5 separate regions of the Mus musculus genome follow, and all the other regions are linked to region 5. Evidence: chromatin contacts called from public promoter capture Hi-C data. All regions are on one chromosome and are shown on one strand. Each heading gives the region's core, a stretch centred on a gene start, on an enhancer-like site or on the middle of the called end of the contact. The rest is flanking DNA. Distances are from core to core; before and after follow the strand shown.

Evidence for each region. Promoter capture Hi-C pulls out the DNA fragments that hold promoters and counts their contacts. Capture Hi-C pulls out chosen DNA fragments and counts their contacts.
Region 1: a promoter capture Hi-C map of adipose tissue shows a contact between it and region 5, with 3 times the contacts expected there. The contact joins the promoter of Zfp568 here to the promoter of Zfp59 in region 5. A contact is called at or near these places in 2 of 39 promoter capture datasets (hippocampal neurons and liver), 1 of 115 datasets of contacts at active chromatin or transcription factors (astrocytes) and 2 of 9 other capture datasets (adipose tissue and liver).
Region 2: a promoter capture Hi-C map of embryonic stem cells shows a contact between it and region 5, with 2.2 times the contacts expected there. The contact joins the promoter of Hnrnpul1 here to the promoter of Zfp59 in region 5. A contact is called at or near these places in 2 of 39 promoter capture datasets (embryonic stem cells and liver).
Region 3: a contact with region 5 is called in a promoter capture Hi-C map of cranial neural crest. The contact joins the promoter of B9d2 here to the promoter of Zfp59 in region 5. A contact is called at or near these places in 4 of 39 promoter capture datasets (cranial neural crest, hippocampal neurons and liver).
Region 4: a contact with region 5 is called in a promoter capture Hi-C map of liver, with 7 times the contacts expected there. The contact joins the promoter of Zfp27 here to the promoter of Zfp59 in region 5. A contact is called at or near these places in 3 of 39 promoter capture datasets (the C10 cell line and liver), 1 of 115 datasets of contacts at active chromatin or transcription factors (astrocytes) and 2 of 9 other capture datasets (adipose tissue and macrophages).

Annotation. Positions count from the first base shown.
Region 1 is chr7:29,982,053-29,985,264 of GRCm38.p6, forward strand. It overlaps Zfp568 (zinc finger protein 568), which reads left to right and starts at 1,903. Exons shown (of 10, transcript NM_001167872.1): 1 at 1,903-2,176; 2 at 3,208-3,212. It overlaps Gm31735 (a long non-coding RNA gene), which reads right to left and starts at 1,469. Exons shown (of 2, transcript XR_001778074.2): 1 at 1,381-1,469.
Region 2 is chr7:25,753,022-25,756,418 of GRCm38.p6, forward strand. It overlaps Hnrnpul1 (heterogeneous nuclear ribonucleoprotein U-like 1), which reads right to left and starts at 1,738. Exons shown (of 15, transcript NM_144922.3): 1 at 1,320-1,738. The coding sequence starts at 1,614.
Region 3 is chr7:25,678,676-25,682,055 of GRCm38.p6, forward strand. It overlaps B9d2 (B9 protein domain 2), which reads left to right and starts at 2,105. Exons shown (of 4, transcript NM_001362154.1): 1 at 2,105-2,303; 2 at 2,708-2,799. The coding sequence starts at 2,712. It also overlaps a transcript of Tmem91 not described here.
Region 4 is chr7:29,904,225-29,907,604 of GRCm38.p6, forward strand. It overlaps Zfp27 (zinc finger protein 27), which reads right to left and starts at 1,880. Exons shown (of 5, transcript NM_001037707.1): 1 at 1,830-1,880. Mir7668 (microRNA 7668) reads left to right here and starts at 2,285; the gene lies at 2,285-2,343.
Region 5 is chr7:27,837,189-27,840,228 of GRCm38.p6, forward strand. Zfp59 (zinc finger protein 59) reads left to right here and starts at 1,396. Exons shown (of 5, transcript NM_011762.3): 1 at 1,396-1,521.

The DNA.
Region 1 (3,212 bases), core at 653-3,152, 2.1 Mb after region 5:
AAACTCTTCAGGTCCCACTCCAGTGCTCCCATCCCCCCACCAATCTATAAGAAGTTCCCACATCATACGCTGCCTGTGACTTTCCAGTTTTGTCCTCTGAGACCGGTGAGTTCACCCAGGAGCCATTCGCAAATAAACTTACTTCTAATTCACCTGAATTGGCTTGTGTCTCCAGTGGAGGAAACATTCACTGGGTAGGAGGGAGAGAAGTGTACAGTGAAATCAGACTGAACATCTTCCTTCCACATTACACACTTTGGTTTCAAAAATATGAAGCCAGCTTGAGATCAAAGAGGCCTTGAAACTGGAGATTATACTGAACTGGAATTTGTAATTAGTAAAAGAAAATTGACCACATGAGTGAAAATCATCAAATGATAACAGTGTACACAGATTATTGTTGTTTTCGGAGACAGGGTCTTGCAGTGTAACATTGGCTGGCTTGGAGCGCACTCTGTAGACCAGGCTGGCTTGAAACTCACAGAGATCCACCTGCTCTGTCTCCCACCAGTTAAACTTAAGCCGATTATTCTAGCTTGCAATCAGGCTTGGAACATGGCTACCTCTATGCCTCTCTCTGACTTAATAATAGGTATAGCTATTCTTTTCTCCAATGGAGACAATATAGGGATCTATTTTCAAATGACAAGTCGTCATTAAGCAAGTACTTCCAGAGGCATTCAGATGTTGGGGTCATGGGGTGTGCAAATAATGAGGAAAGGACCAAGAAAGTCGGAAATAAACCACAAGTAAACTTTATACCCTCCCCCCGTCCCGTTCCCTCCCCCCCCCCCCCCCCCCCGGGAAAACACTTCTAACTGGTTAGGGTCACAAGTCAGCTTCGACCTTTGACAAAGGGAGAGAGCAGTCTCCTTTCTCCTTTTGAAGCATAAAGGCAGGAGCAGAGGTTCAGGGAACAATAAAGAAGGAATTTGTAAATTGAGGGTTAGTTCTGGAGCCCAGGGTGTGGCAGGTAGGAGGATGTTCATTCAGGCTCAAGGCTATTCTAAGACAGAGGTCTTATCTCAGCCTTTAGGGAGCTCGCCCAGGCCTGGTGGTTTTACTGCAGCTTGAAAGAAAGTAAGGCTTGCGGGCATGCAGTAAGATGGGGGCGGCCGTCCAATACCTGGGATCACTCTGGGCTCGGCACAAAGGAAAGCCCGGCTCTTTGTGGTTTGTAGTGCATTCTTTGCCTCTTTTGGGTAACTGACCTGGCAATGGGTAAAACTGGGAGTAGACATAAAAAAATTGTGACCCTCCAGGTCTTTCTTGGCCAGGCCAGAGATCATTACCAGCCTTGTCCCCATTATCCATCCTGCGTAGAGAATGGAGATTAGGAGAGAACTGGCACCCTGACCAATTTGCGAATCTAAACCTCACCTCAGAGATTGTTCCCAGGAGCAGAGTTCTGAAGTCACAACCACTCGGGTGACAGGAGCCCCATGGTTACATGCAAGATGCCACATAGAGGTAGGCACAGTCTTACACTTAAGCCACAACTCCACAACGACCAGACATTTCATGTCCTCATAGAAAAGCTATCAGAATGTATTACAAACAACCACAAAAACTATTCCAGGGCACTGCGTCCGCCCAGTCGCAAGGCTCCTGCCGAGAGGCTGGACAGGCCACTAGCCTTTCTGGGAAATGTAGTCCACAAAGGGACAGCCACCTAGCGCCCCCAGCGCCTCCTCTGGTTGTTCCGGAAAAGACCGTCCCCGCAGCTGCTCACGTCCAGCGCTGCTTCGCCGGCGGCGTCACCGTCTCGCCGCGCTAATGGGCTCAGCCACCTCGGCGCCTTCGGCCATGACTCCTGTCCCTAGCACAGGAAACGCCAGCCGAGCTCTGACCGGAAGTTGGGTCGGGCCGCGGGTCCTTCTGGGAGCACCTGTGCTCTGGGACATAACGGGCGCGCGCTGCCGCCCGAGTGGAGGGGCTGGCCGTGCGTGGCCCGCATGCCGCGTCTCTGAGGTTGCGTCTCGGGAGGTTTTGGCTGGTGGCGCTGCGGGGACCTCTCCACGGGAGAGGCACGGGTGGTCCGGTTTGCGCCGGCCGTGGGCTTCGGGCTGGGCGCGGGCTCTCGGGGGGCTCGGAGTATCCCGGGTCACAGCTTTGCGGAGAGCTCCGGGCCAGAAGGCGGGACTCAAGCCTGTTCGGAGCTGCAACCAAAAACCTGGTAAGAGTTTGTGCTACTCTGGAGATTTGGAGGGGGTGTGGTTGTGCGAGAGCGAGTGTCCTGTCGTGGCCATGTTTGGTGGTAAGGGGTTGAGTAAGGGTGTGGTGAGTGTGGGGATGGCGTGGCGTGTGCAATTGTACCGCGGAGTTCTTAGGTGTGTAGCATTTGGCGTAACTCGTAACTACGGGGAAAAAAAATCTGTACTTTCTAATGATTTCCCCCTCCTCATTGCCGCCCTTTCAACACTTTCTTCTCTAACTTTTTTCAGTTTTTCTTTCTATTATTACCTAATGGCTTGCTTGGCTTATTTAATTTTTAAAAAAATCTTTTCTTTTCTCTCCTTTCCTTTTCCTTTTTCTTTTTTTCTTTTTCTTTTCTTTTCTTTTCTTTTCTTTTCTTTTCTCTTCTTTCTTTCTTTTACCTTTGTAGTGTTGAATTTAAATCTAACGCTTCAATCACACCAGGCAAAAACTGTACCAATGAGCTACATTCCCAGCCCTGAAGTTAGTTTAATAATGGCTGAAAAAAATTCCTAAGCTCAATAGCAAACCAACTGGGATTCCTTCAGTTCACGTTGTTAGCAGATTCATTGCATTTAGCTGATCCAGGCTGTATTTGGTTGAAATTCAGATCTGCTCTCTGTTTGTTGTTTTCTGGTGCTCAAGTTAAAAAGAACTGATTCCAAACATATTTTCTTTTCACGGTGGATTATGGGAGCACAGGGGAGATCATGCAAAGACTCTAAAAAACCTCTGCTTCAAATGTGTCCATATTTAGCCAAAGAAAAGTTGTGTGGGTAAGCTTGTAGTCTATTAAAATAACTATTTGCCACATTAAGAAATCTCTAGAAATACTTTTATACTGGGTGTTACCGTTTAGTGCAAGTGCTCTTTGATGATAGTGTGCTCTTGTTTGCACTCTCTTGTGTGCACTCTCTAGCTCTGCTCTCTAGCTTGCTCACTAGCTCTCTCTCTCTCAAATTACATTTGTCACAAATTTTATATTCCAAACCCTTTGTCTTTATGTTTCAGGTTTC
Region 2 (3,397 bases), core at 488-2,987, 2.1 Mb before region 5:
TGTGTCTGGTTCCAAATTCCCTCTCATACCAGGGTCTCCTTTACTCAAAGGACTGCTCTTTGATGCCAATCCTAACTAGAGACACTTTGGGCAGATCAAGTTCCCCCATATTCCCTGAGCACCCCATCTCCCTGAGCATACAAGTAACTATTTCTGGGGACTCAGGAGCCCTCTCTTGGAAAGGAATACTCCCTCTGCTTCATCATGAGGCCCCCAGCCAAAGCAACAGGTTTTCTTTCTTTTTCATACCCTCCACACTTCCCTCCCCCACACCTGCTAGACTAGCCACATGATCCCTGGCACACACAAGGGTCCCACCAGAGTTACCAACTCATTCCCCACAACTCCTGTTTCAAAAACTACCCATAGTTAAGAATGCAAGGCCACTCAGCAGAAACCACAGAGTACTAACCTGAGTCCTTCCAATTCTAGGCCCTCTAGTTTCTTTGTCCATGAGAAGATTCTGTCCTTTCTTGTCACCATTTAGATCCCAAATCTCCTCTGGAAGCCAACTAGATAGCCTAGACCTCCCAGTACCAAACATACAAGTTGTACCTGCCCTCAAGGTTGACCCTGTAACCTCGAGGAAATGTAGGAGTTGGGGATAGGGGTTTCCAAATCTGCTGGTCTTTCATTACCTCCTAAAAGGCCACCTGGCACACACTGGAGAGTTCAGTCCATGTTTTGGGAGACTCTTCCCAGCCTTGGACACCCGTAGGTCCAAAGTGCCAGTCCACCCCCAGCACTAAGCAGATCTTATCCCATCCGTGAAGAAAATCAAAGATCTTCTACCCTTAAAATTCTCCCTGACCTGCACCCTAGGCCATTCTTCCGCTACCTGAAAATCCAGCTTTTGAGACTCAGCCCAAACGGTGGACTAGCATGGCTACCCCAAGCTGTCAGCTCACCGCTCGGCTAGAATCTCTCATTTTCCAAGACGCCGCCCCCCGACACCCCTTTCCCTAAAACGTCTAGTTCTTCCGACTTTTTCCAACTCAAAGCCACAAAACAGAACCCCAAAGCAGTTTCCAGTCTCCGAATCCCAGGATATAAAATCCTCCCCGCCCGCCCGCTAGGACCCTGGTCGCCTTAAAATAAAATCCATCCCCCTCCACACGGTTTTCCTTGCACCGAAGGCCAGGATCCGCCCTCAGGCTGCCCCGAGGCCCTGGCCGCAGATCCTTTACAACGGCAGGTGGCAGGATCCCTGGCTCCTCAGACCATCTCCTGGATCTCTGTGGAGTCGAGCTCCCGCGTCCCACAGCCCGTCCTCGGCCCGGACTCCAGGCTCCCCGGTCCCCCGCCCCGCGCACTCTCACAATGTCCGTCCGGCCCCGAGTAGCCGCCGGGCTCCGGGTGCGGCTGCAGCCCGGGCGGCGGTGGCTGCGCGGTCCCCTCCAGCTCGGAGCCCCCCTCGGTCTCGACCTCCTCGTTGTTGTGCCCAGGTAACCCCGGATCGTCGTCAGCCTCGAGCTCCCGTTCGTCTTCGGGCTCCTCGGCCTCTAGCGCCGCCAGCAGCCGCTCAGCAAGCTCGGCCTTCAGGCCGCGAGTGTCCAGGCCGCGGCGCTGCAGCTCCTCGCGAAGTTCGTTCACCTTCAGGCGACGCACATCCATGGCCCGGGCCCCCGGGGCGGCCCCCGAGCCTGGCCCGGCCTCCCAGGGCTCTGTCCCCCCTAAACCTTGCCTGTCAGGAGGCGAAGGGGGAAAAGGGGGGGCCACTCCAATGGCGGCGGCGGCTCAAGATGGCCGCCGCCGCCTCCTCCCCCTTGCCCGGACCGTACGATGTAAAACGAGTCTCAATTGGTCAGCGCATGGGGCAACGGGCGCGGGCCCGGGAACCAAGCCAATCACAGTGTGGCTTTCAAAAGAACGGTACTAGAGGGCTCAGGAGCTGCCTAAGAGGAAGCGTTAGCCTACGTTGAAGTCGCGGCCAGAGTGGAGGGCGGGAAAAGGCGAGAGGCGGAGCAAGCGCTGATTGGGTAGCGCTCGCGCGCCCGCTGCGGTACAGTCAAATGAAGGAAAGGGAGTAACGACTTGGAGCCATTAGCAGCCAGATCTCAGAACAACCGCCCAGTCTCTCCGCGCCGTGCTTCCCTCAGACTCTCTGTAAAACACATTCTAACTGGTCTTCATCTCACGCCCCCTCGCGGAGGCCAAGCGGGTAAAACCACCACAACCAATCAAATGCGGCGGGAAGAGGCCGGCCAACCCTCGTCTTTCCTGTTGCCTTTCGGGAACCGGAAGGAGATTAATTCACCGAGGCCCCGCCCCTTGCCGTTAGGGCGGTTTCAAAACAACCTGTTCGCCAATCGCAGTTACTGTTATATTTCACCACTGCCAGAGCTTGAGCGCTTTAGAAAAAGCGAACTAGATTGGCCATTCTTGAGAGGCTTGCCTCTCAAAGTTCTCCGTACAGCAGGGTATAATACGGAATGAAAATCAAGTGGATCTGTTACTCATCGTTTGTTAGAAACCCAGTTGCCTTTATGAGAAACAACAACAACAAAATTGGTCCTGGAGAGCGCTGAAGGGTTGAAAGCAGGGGCTAGGCTAACAACGGGAGAAAAGTTGTGTGGTAAATCGCACCCCTCCCTTTGATGCACAACCTCCCAGGGCGCTTTCTCTATGGTTGCTAGACAAGCCACTCTGCACGCAACCATAGAGCCTTCCCGCTCTGGGCATAGCTGCAGAAGTTCGCGGCTTTCCATCTCGAATCCATTAAACCGTTGTTGCTCAACCTCAATCTTGCTGTGTCTACTCTGACCAATTCGCACACGAGAATCCGTAATTACGACAGGTTGTGTTAATCCATACACCTGTCGCCCTTTGCTCAGAAGACAAAAACTTAGTGAAATAACACCGAGACGCACAACGCAAATGTGCACCGACATCTATAGCCTTAACTCCCAACAAAAGCCACAAACACTCTCTATTAGACACACGCAAACATCCCACAATAAATGAATAGGCGTGACAGGCCAAAAGCATCAATTCAGGATAAGACTTCAAACGGCAGTGTAGGTGTGGCACAAGCATGCAGCATCGTGCGACAAAGCTCAGCTAAGACAGTTCACGCTACAAGCTCACACCACAGCAACCTAGACACACAGCACCCACTCAGCAGCGGGACAGACACTCACGTGGGCCCGAGGTTCCAGTCCAGACACCCCGCCCCTCGCCCACGTCGGACTTCCTCTCTCCTCCCAGCTGACCACAATGATTTGTTTTTTGAAAGAAAAAAAAAAAAAAAAAACTTTGTGGCCCGGATTGAACTGTACCCAGTTCTCAGGAACCACCACCGGGGGGCGACCGGGCGCCGCATAGGGTTCTTGAAATGGTAGTAGTCACAGACTAGGAAAAAGTGAAGACTCGGATCTTTGTCCATCTGTGGTTCGAG
Region 3 (3,380 bases), core at 855-3,354, 2.2 Mb before region 5:
GCCACAGAGATAGTTTTGTGCTAGCTCTTCTGGGTCTGGAGTTATAGTTAGTTGTAAGCCACAGGACATGGATGCTGCAAAGTGACCTCAGGTCCTCTGGAAGAGAAGCAAACATCTTAACAACCAAGCTCCCTCTCCAGCGTACTTCCTGATTCCTAGGGGTTCTTTGTCCTCCCTGGAATGTTTCCATGAGGAGTGAGCAGGTACACAGCCTATCCATAACCTGTGCCTTGTTTTCTTTGGGCATCAGGTATATTCGGTTTATGAAATCCACCGAGACGTTCGCTTACTGTGTGTGCACTTTTCTGTACCTAATACTTACAAAGTGATGTTCTTGAAGAAGGTGGTTCAGATCCTTCTGTTCCTAAAATGAGTCAGTGGCAGAAGAAAGCAAGGTGTGAAGCCCTATTCCAGCTGCCATGGAGAACACCATGGCAACCACGTGGTTCTAGACTCCCATTTCCAGTGAATACCTGAATAAAGTGTGGGCTCTAGTTACACTGAATGCACTGTGACACTCCAAAGGAGGGAAATTCGGACACACACTTACAATGTGGATGAGCCTGCATGACAGAATTACTGAATTAAATAAGTCAATACAACAAATACTGTATGGCCTGGAGAAATGGCTCAGTTGGCAAGAGCATAGTGTGCTCTCGCATAGGTCTCAAGTTCCATTCTTACCGTGTGTCCTGGGTGGTCACTACTGCCTGCAATGCACTCTCCAGAACGCCAGATACTCTCCTGTAGCCTTGGCAGGCACTGCATGCACCTGGTGCTCAGATATACGTGAAAAACACCAGTGCAAACAACAGATGTTTAAAAAGCAAGCACACAAAAACAGTGGTGTTAGTGTTGGTAACACATATCCTGAAAATTGGAAGGAAAAAAAAGTGGATAGCTTCTAGGGACAACCTTGGAGGTTGGTGAGCTAGCTTCTGGCCTCTACATATGCACCATACAAACAACCACCCATACACCTGAACACACCACACACACACACACACACACACACACACACACACACACACCACACAGACGAGCTATCTTCTGGCCTCTACATATGCACCATACAAACAACCACCCATACACCTGAACACACCACACACACACACACACACACACACACGACTTAAGTTCTTGTTTTAGTTTTAGTTTGTTTGTTTAAGGGGGATTGGCCTGGAACTCACTTAATAGCCCAGGCTGGCTTTAAATTTGCAGCATTCCTCCTGCCTCAGTCTCTCATGAGCCACAATACTCATCATAAAATTTTTAAAATTTGTTTCCGACTTGGGAAAAAAATATATATATATAAAGGAGAGAGGCTTTCTTCCCTGACTTCCTGCCAAAGGGGCTTCTTCCTTCCTTTTGTAGGATTTATTTTTATTATTTGTGTATGCCACCTGTGCGCGGGGCAGGGGTTGAGGGTGGGAAGTGTCCTCTGGGACGCCAGAAGAGGGCAGAGTTGGAGCTGGAGTTACAGAATGCTGGGAACCGAACTCCAGTTCTCTGGAAGTGAGGCAAGCGCTCTTGTTGCACCATCTCTCCAGCCCCGTCTTCCTCATTTATCTTTACTCCAACCTGTTTGTTCAAAACCAGCTGCTAGAATGAACTTTGCAGTGACTCTGAGAAAGAACTTGGACTTCTCAGTCCTTGAGAAATCTGAGGAAGCTCTGAAAACTGAAGAGAAACCCACTTCCCAATTTCTCTAGTGTCAGAATATGGAGGTCCTTTTTTCCCCTCCAGCTACAACATAGAGATGACTACTATGGGAGTCCCTTTAGGTGCCCGTTTAGTGTCGGCTGGCTCCATTCTGGCTGTGATCCTGAACAGGAAAGGTGTTTTGTTTTGAGGAAGCAAAGAGCATCAATAGATTTGCTTATTGCGTGAAGAAGATATGGAGAGGAAACAGTTGGCGTTCTAACTTCCTCAACTGCTGATAGAGATAACCCGCCAGGCCTCCCACTCTGGGGCGTAAGGCGTCGCAGGAGCAAGACCTATGCAATTCTCGCAAAAAAGTCCCGAATGACCGCGTCCATCACGACTACGCCCCGCCCCCCAGAGGGCAGCTATAGCACCAATCATCAGCACGCAGGGCGGGCTCAGGGGAGGAACCTGCTGTTGCCCCAGCAACAGTCGGGGCACCCCAGGAGAGCGAGGCTGCGGATCTATCTACCTCAGATCTCCCTCCGCCTGGAAGGGCCCGGGAGGGGAGCGAGACTAGTCTCGACGGCGCCCGCAAAGAAGCCCGTGAACTACCATCCCCGAGGCAGCTTTCACTTCTAACGGTCAAGTACGCGGAGGTAGGAATGACGCATGCGCTACGCCTACGGGCAAGGGTAAAGCGGCCCTACACCCGAGACGAGACGCATGCGCCTTTTGAAGCTTGGCTGATCTGCCGCGAAGGGGCGGGGCCTTGCACATGTGGGCGGGGCCACAACCCTGGGGCGGGGCTTTCTAAGCGTCTGAGCCTTGGTTTATTTATTGGTGCAGGTTCCCACACCTCTGGGAGACTTCCCCATTTTTCTTGGGCTTTTCTGGGGACGTGGCTTGTATCTGTGATGAAGGCCACATTGTCAGTGGGTTGGTGGAACTAGCTTAGAATCACAGTGCTGTTCTTTATGTGATAGGCTTCAGTTTTCCCAGCTGTCAGATGGAAATAATACAGTTACCTCACAGGGTTGTGATTGAATTTTTCCTTTCCTAGAGCCATGGCTGAAGTGCACGTGATCGGGCAGATCATAGGGGCCACCGGTTTCTCGGAAAGCAGCCTCTTTTGCAAGTGGGGCATCCACACAGGTATCCTCCTCACACCTTGTTCATCTCCCAAACAATACCCAGCTCCCTCCCCTAGCCTAAGTCTCCATGTTCCTTCCTCGATTCTCCAATGAACTCATACTGTTTGCTTCTCTTTATCCTTGTCTTTCATGTTATCTCACCATCGGAAAACATAGCCCCTAAGCATATGGGGCTGTGACATAGAAAACACGCGCGCACACACACACACACACACACACACACACACACACACTTCCTGTCCTCAGGCCAGTAGACAAACTAGGTGTGCTTATGCATATCTGTAATTCCAGCACCTAGGAAGCCTTCTATTACAAGTTTGGGGCCCTGTCTCAAAGAAAAGAGCACAAAATATATACAAGATTATTGTAAGTTCTAGGGAAAAAAAGAAAGTGATGTGCTGGGGGCTGATTTGGGATGTGGAGGTCTGAGATCAGAGAAAGCCTTTCTGTGCAAGTGGCACTTGAATTGGGGGGCAGGAGGAAAACAGCCGGAAATGGGCACCCAGTAGCAGACGTTTCAGGGCAAAAGGAACAGCCGCTGCCAAGGCCTTGAGGCAAGGGAACAGGATGGGACCAGTGAGG
Region 4 (3,380 bases), core at 630-3,129, 2.1 Mb after region 5:
GTCAAAATATAGTTAAAAATTCTCAGCCTCACTCCCATGACTTCTGCTCCAGCAAGTCTAGAGATCTAAGAATTTATGCTAATTAGTCTCCATTATTATGCTGAAATTGTTGTACCAGGGACTAGCCTCAAGAAACAGTGCTGAGAGAATAGAAAATTTAAGAAAATCTGGGTCCGGGGAGACATGTTAGAGGGTAAAGCGCCTACTACCATATAAGAAACATAGCAATGCTTTTAAAAAGCCAAGGGGTAAGAACCGGACAAAAGAAAGAAAACTTGCAAAATGGAAAGATATTTGTGAAACTAAACTCTTTTACAAACTTATGGTGGACACTCTAATTGCTACAATATTCCTTGAACTACTTAGTCATACCTATTATTAAAAATAACTGGAGGGATGTAGTAAGGGTTGGTGAGACCAAAATACATTGTATACATATAGACTCTTCAAAAAATAAATATATTTTGTAAAAATACACATAAGTGTTGATAACAATATAACTTCAAACATATAAACCAGAAATGGACCAAAGAGAGATGGACAAATTACATTTCCATTGTGAGCAATATCCCTCCACAACTAAGCAGACAAAAAAAAAAAAAAAAAAAATCTCTAAGGGGGCTGGAGATATGGCTCAGCAGTTAAGAGCACTGACTGTTCTTCCAGAGGTTCTGAGTTCAATTCCCAGCAACCACATGGTGGCTCACAGCCATCTGTAATGGGATCTGATACCCTCTTCTGGTGTGTCTGAAGACAGCTACAGTGTACTCATATACATAAAATAAATAAATTTAAAAACCAAATCTGTAATGTCTGCTGGTGTGGTGATACAGGCCTTTAATCCCAGAAATCTGGAGGTATAGGAGGGTGGATCTCTGTGAGTTTGAGACCAACCTGGTCTACAGAGTGAGTTCCAGGACAGCCAGGGCTCCAAAAAACAAAACAAAACAAAGGCAAAACTGTAAGGTCATATGATGGTCACACAATATATATGTGTATTTGTGTATGTATATGTGTGTGTGTATATATATATATATATATATATATATATATATATCCATACATACATATATGTGTGTGTGTGTGTGTGTGTGTGGTTTTTTTGTTTGTTTGTTTGTTTGTTTTTTTTTTTGCTTTTCGAGGCAGGGTTTCTCTATGTAGCCCTGGCTGCCTGGAACTCACTCTGTAGACCAGGTTGGCCTCGAACTCAGAAATCTGCCTGCCTCTGCCTCCCAAGTGCTGGGATTAAATATATTAATATATATCACAACATATTGCGATATATGTATATACATAAGCATACACACACAACACAATTGAGGAACGATTATTTTTATGCAATGTGGCATTTATGAAAAGTGATTATGGTATCGACCATAAAACATTTTTCAGCTAGACCACTACCCAGAGATATTATCTGAAACAGAAAATGCATTTCCAAATGACTCCTGGATCACAGAAAACGAATTAAAAAAGAAAGCCATTTATATTTAAAAGACAATAAAAAATCTACATATAAATACATAAGAATGTAAAGTATTACATTAACCAAGGCTAAAAATTAATAAGCTAAACTTTGGGGTTAGAAAGCAAACTTATCAAAAACCCCACGAGACCCTCAGCCACTCATCACATTCCCTAACATCACTCACTTGTCATCACAATCACACATCACCCGGCCGACCTCCCTCCTCCAAAACTCAGAGTTCCGTTATTGATCGGAGAAATCCTTGCCACTGACAACCATCAACACAGCAGACAGCACCCGGTCACTAACTCCCAACATAGGCACACACTACTGACTCCACAGAATTCTAGTTGAAACCAACCGGAATCATCTCGGATGACTTCTTGCCCTTAAGACTCAATGGAAGCAGCACGGGGGAGGGGGAGGGGGAGGGAACCACCTTCAAGCACCAAGGTCACTTCCGGTCTTAAAAAAAAAAAGGCCCTGGGCTATTAGTACTGCGCATGCTCAGCATTACCTCCGATGCCAGAGGACTCCAATAACCCACAGCGTGCTTACATAGCTTCAAGATCCTTTGTACACAATTCCTTAGGAGGATCGATTAACATAGTCGTGCCCAGAGATGCCGCGTAGGCCGCCATCTTTCAAATTTACGCATTCCGTACAGCAGAGGAATAGCTATCCAGCCAGATTACACGGAATGAGATAAAGAACGTAGACCCAAGCACTGTGGCCCACGTCCGAGCATCATCCGATAAGAGGAGGTTCTTCTGGACACGGGGTCATGAGTTCTGTAACACTGAGAAACCTAGTTGCCACTCTGAATAACCTGCTCTCTGTGGAAGAAACCATGCGGTGCAGGGGATTCAGAGGAGAAAAAAAAAAAATTGAGAGGGCTTGTGGGAGAAACCATGTGGAAATGAGGGGACAAATCAAAGTGGTACAATCCACTTTGTAAAAAAAAAAAAAAAAACCATTCATGAAAAAGGTAGAAAAAAACCAGCAACTCCAAGAGCATCAGACCAGTATCAGAAGCAACTGGAAGAGTGTCAAAATCTTTAACAAGACAAACCACATTGGGAGATAAAGTAGAATCTGGGATAAATCCCTTGGAAGATACCGCCGTGAAGCTCCCTTCACGTCAGGGTGTCGGAAGGACAGAGAAGAATGCATGGGTGAAGCCCATCCGTTTCCGTTATTCTCCACTCTAACCACCTCAAGTAAACTAGTAGGCAGCTGTAAGAAAAAGAATAGTTTAATGCTAGGCGTGATGGCACCAACATGTGATTAAAAGCACGTAAAATTAAAATATAATTAATGGATAGCAATCTCCTTAGTGTGTAAATGAAGCCTTAATTTAATACCATGGCTCACCCTCTAAATATCTAATTAAGCTCAAAAGACTGACATTACAAGCTGAAATAGGGCCGGGCGTGCTGGTGCACGCCTTTAATCCCAACACTCGGGAGGCAGAGACAGGTGGATTTCTGAGTTCGAGGCCAGCCTGGTCTACAAAGTGAGTTCTAGGACACCCAGGGCTATAAAGAGAAACCCTGTCTCAAAAAACCAAACCAAACAAACAAACAATGCTTGCTTATACTGCTCTGCCTAGGACCGGAGTTCTGTTCCCAGCTCACAAATCTGTCTGTAACCCTAGGTGATGTAACATCCCTTTCTGACCTTTACAGGCAAATACAGGAAAAACAAGCCAGCGATGGTGGCACACTCCTTTAATCCCAGCACTAGGGAGGTAGAGGCAGGCAGAGATTTCTGAGTTCGAGGCCAGCCTGGTCCACAGAGTGAGTTCCAGGACAGCCAAGGGCTACACTCTGTCTCAAAAGACAGAGAGAGAGCGAGAAGAATTGTAAACAAACGCTTCTATTTCCTTTATTAAAATCAACTAATTTAGAGA
Region 5 (3,040 bases), core at 146-2,645:
CTAAGAAAAGAACTGTGACACAGGAAAGATGGAGCAGACCGACCAGAATCACACTGTGGAGAGAAAGGAGGACGGAACACATTGGATGACAGAAGGCTAAGCATCTTTATAAATGATCCAAAAGCCGGTGAAACAAAACCCAAGCTTTGCAGAAGCAGTCACTTGGGTCTGTCTGGAGACTCCTTGCCTACCTCAGTAATCTGCTCGTGGGATAACTCAAAATAGATGGAGTCTTTAATATTTAAAAGTGCAATACAAAATATATGAAGTAATAGATGCCCCGCCAAGAAAAAAGGATAAAAGAGAAAGCTTTCCACAGCAACATCTTCAGGTAATGAGCGTTTCTCCCACAGGTGAGCGTACAGGAACAGTTCCCTTTCCAGATCCCCTCGTGTCATTAGAGCTTAAGTGTCTCCATTTTTATTGACTTCACTCAGAGTTGAGATGCTGTCCAAATCAGCTATGCTCTGTTGCTCTTGGAGGGTGTTGTTCTATCAGTTTTTTAAATTGACAACATTTGAATGTGTTGATTGATTTTGCTATCATTCCCTATTGTTCTAGCGGGACTTCCCCCCTCTTCATGTTTAAAGGTGTGCTATTTGAGTATACTCTGAGTTAATTTTGTTTATGTATTTATGTACTTATTTGTTTGAGACATTTGGGGTATCCTCTGAATTTTAGTTTATTTAGTCCTTTCAAGACAGTAGGAGTGTATTCTGAGTTTATTTTTAATTAATTTTTTTCAGACACCTCCTCTGCCTCCTTAGGGCGGTGACTAAAGGCATGTGCCACCATAATCTGAGTGTATTTTAGTTCTTAGACAGGGTTTCACTGGGTAGTCCTCGGTGGTCTCTTCTCACAGACATGCAGCTGGCTGTGCCTCCCCATCGCTGGGATAAAAGCCATTGCTACCACGCCCATGTTTACTGTCACTTGATGACTTGGCCTCTTTATTAATCTACCTCCATTTTATAATCGACCTGAGTTTTCTTTTGATCATGCGAAGATGGTTACTTTGAATCTGCTAGAGTATTTATCTTTAATATATTTTCTGTAGTTAACACATAGCTGGGTCTGACTTTTCAAATCTAAATGTGGCAAATTTTGGCGTTTAGACGATTTACAGTACTTTTAATGCGATTAGTTTTATTAAGAGGCTCGTCTAGCCTGCCTAACGGACACAGTTCTGTTGGTACATAGCGATACGGTCCTCAGTCACATTTTCTATCTAAAGCAGGGAATTCAGACTCCTCCGTCTTCTCTACAGGAGAAAGAAAATCAGTTACGCGGAGAACCGGAAGTACCTTTTGCTCAAAGGAGGGCGCCTCCCCTTTAAGCGCGCACCCACGTGGGCACTCCCACAAGCCACTGGACTCGGTTTTCTGATGGGCTGGCCCGAGTTGCACGCCGGGATCTCCGGGACGCTCCAGGCTTCTCCAGGGCTTTGCTTGTGACAACTGTGTTTTCCGGGACCACCGCGCCGGAAGTAGCGCATAGGCTTTTGGTTTATGTCTCCCCAGAGTAAGACCGGAGCCAGCGGGCTGGGAGGGGTGTGTACAGGCGGTGGGGTGGCTGTATGGTGTGTGTGTGTGTGTGTGTGTGTGTCTTTGAGTCTAACTGTATACACACCTTGAGCTCTCTGCATAATCTGTGTCTCTGTGCTTGTCGCTGTCTGCTCCTGCTTTCTCTCAGGGACACAGGGACTAAAGCAGAGGACCAAGCTTCAGTAAGGGGAGGTCAGGTGCGGGGTCTGAAGGGAAGCTTTCCCCGAGGCTCAGACTTGAGCTTAGGGCTATAATTTAAGGACGGGGGTGTCGTCTTGGAGGGAGGGTACTTGTTGAGTCCCCTGACTTTCTCAGAGCTGCAGCCATTGAGCATGCTCTCAGATATGGTCTGCGATCTCATGCTTACTCAGGCTTCCCTAGGTGGCCATTCCAAAGGAGGGCTGGAGAGGGATGTGGATTCAAGAATGAGTTTTCTGTTTCTGTTTGAAAAATGAGGTTTTAGTTTTAGAATATGGAATGGAAGTGAGGGAAGGAGGAACAGGCGAATTGATACCTCCACCATTGTGTCCCTTACATTGTCCCTGCCCTTTCCACTTAGTTTCAATGATCCGTGGCGTCTTCTCCCACAATCTCTACCTTTTCCTGAGATGTTGTAACTAGGAATTTCTAGAGGGTAGCGTTAGGGCTCTCAACTAAATCAATTTGTATCTTGATGGTGTCACACCTCAGATGGCCTTTGATCTTTACAGGCCTTCATTCGAAGCAAGGGAAGAATGTAGGCGATAGATGGTCTGGTCACCAGGGAGGATTTGGGGAGTGGGAAAGTAATAGCACTGAATTTGGCATCCTTGAGGACTAGGTATTTTGTGTGTGTGTGTGTGTGTGTGTGTGTGTGTGTGTGTGTAAAATGGGTAATGTTGGCCAGATGCAGATGAGCAATGCCATGTTTAAATATAGGGATGTGGATCTGTGGTATCCCGTTGGAGTCTTGGTTCTGTCCCCTCAGGCTCTCCAGGCCTGTCAGGAACCTTAGGATGCCTGTGGTGAAGTCTGTTAGCGCAGTGCCGCCATATCCTAAGGGCCTGGTGTGCTTTAGTTGTTGCTCTGTGAGGTCATTTTGGGTTCCTTACCTGGTTATTGCCGCTGGGACAGGGCCAGGGGATGTGGGCCACAAGCGTGGATGGCTGCTCCGGACCTAAGGCTGGTTTGTATAATCATGTACATTCCCTCTTTTAAGGAAAGTCCCCCCCTCTTAATGATAATGTCTCCGTGATAATCAAAGACAGCATGAGTCAAGGTGTGGCTAATGTCTCCACAAAATGGGACCTTCAGAACAGCACTTAAGGCTGTGGGAAAGAACTCTAAAAACATGGATTCAAAAACAAATAATTTCTCAAATAATGAGGATGCGGTATGAATTATATGAGGGGGCTTCAGGAAGAGCCAAGGCAGCTACAGTAGGAGCCAACTTGTCAGGAAACCACTAAGGGAGGAGGTAACGGGGATTAGGGAGTGGCAATTGTAGGAGATCCCAC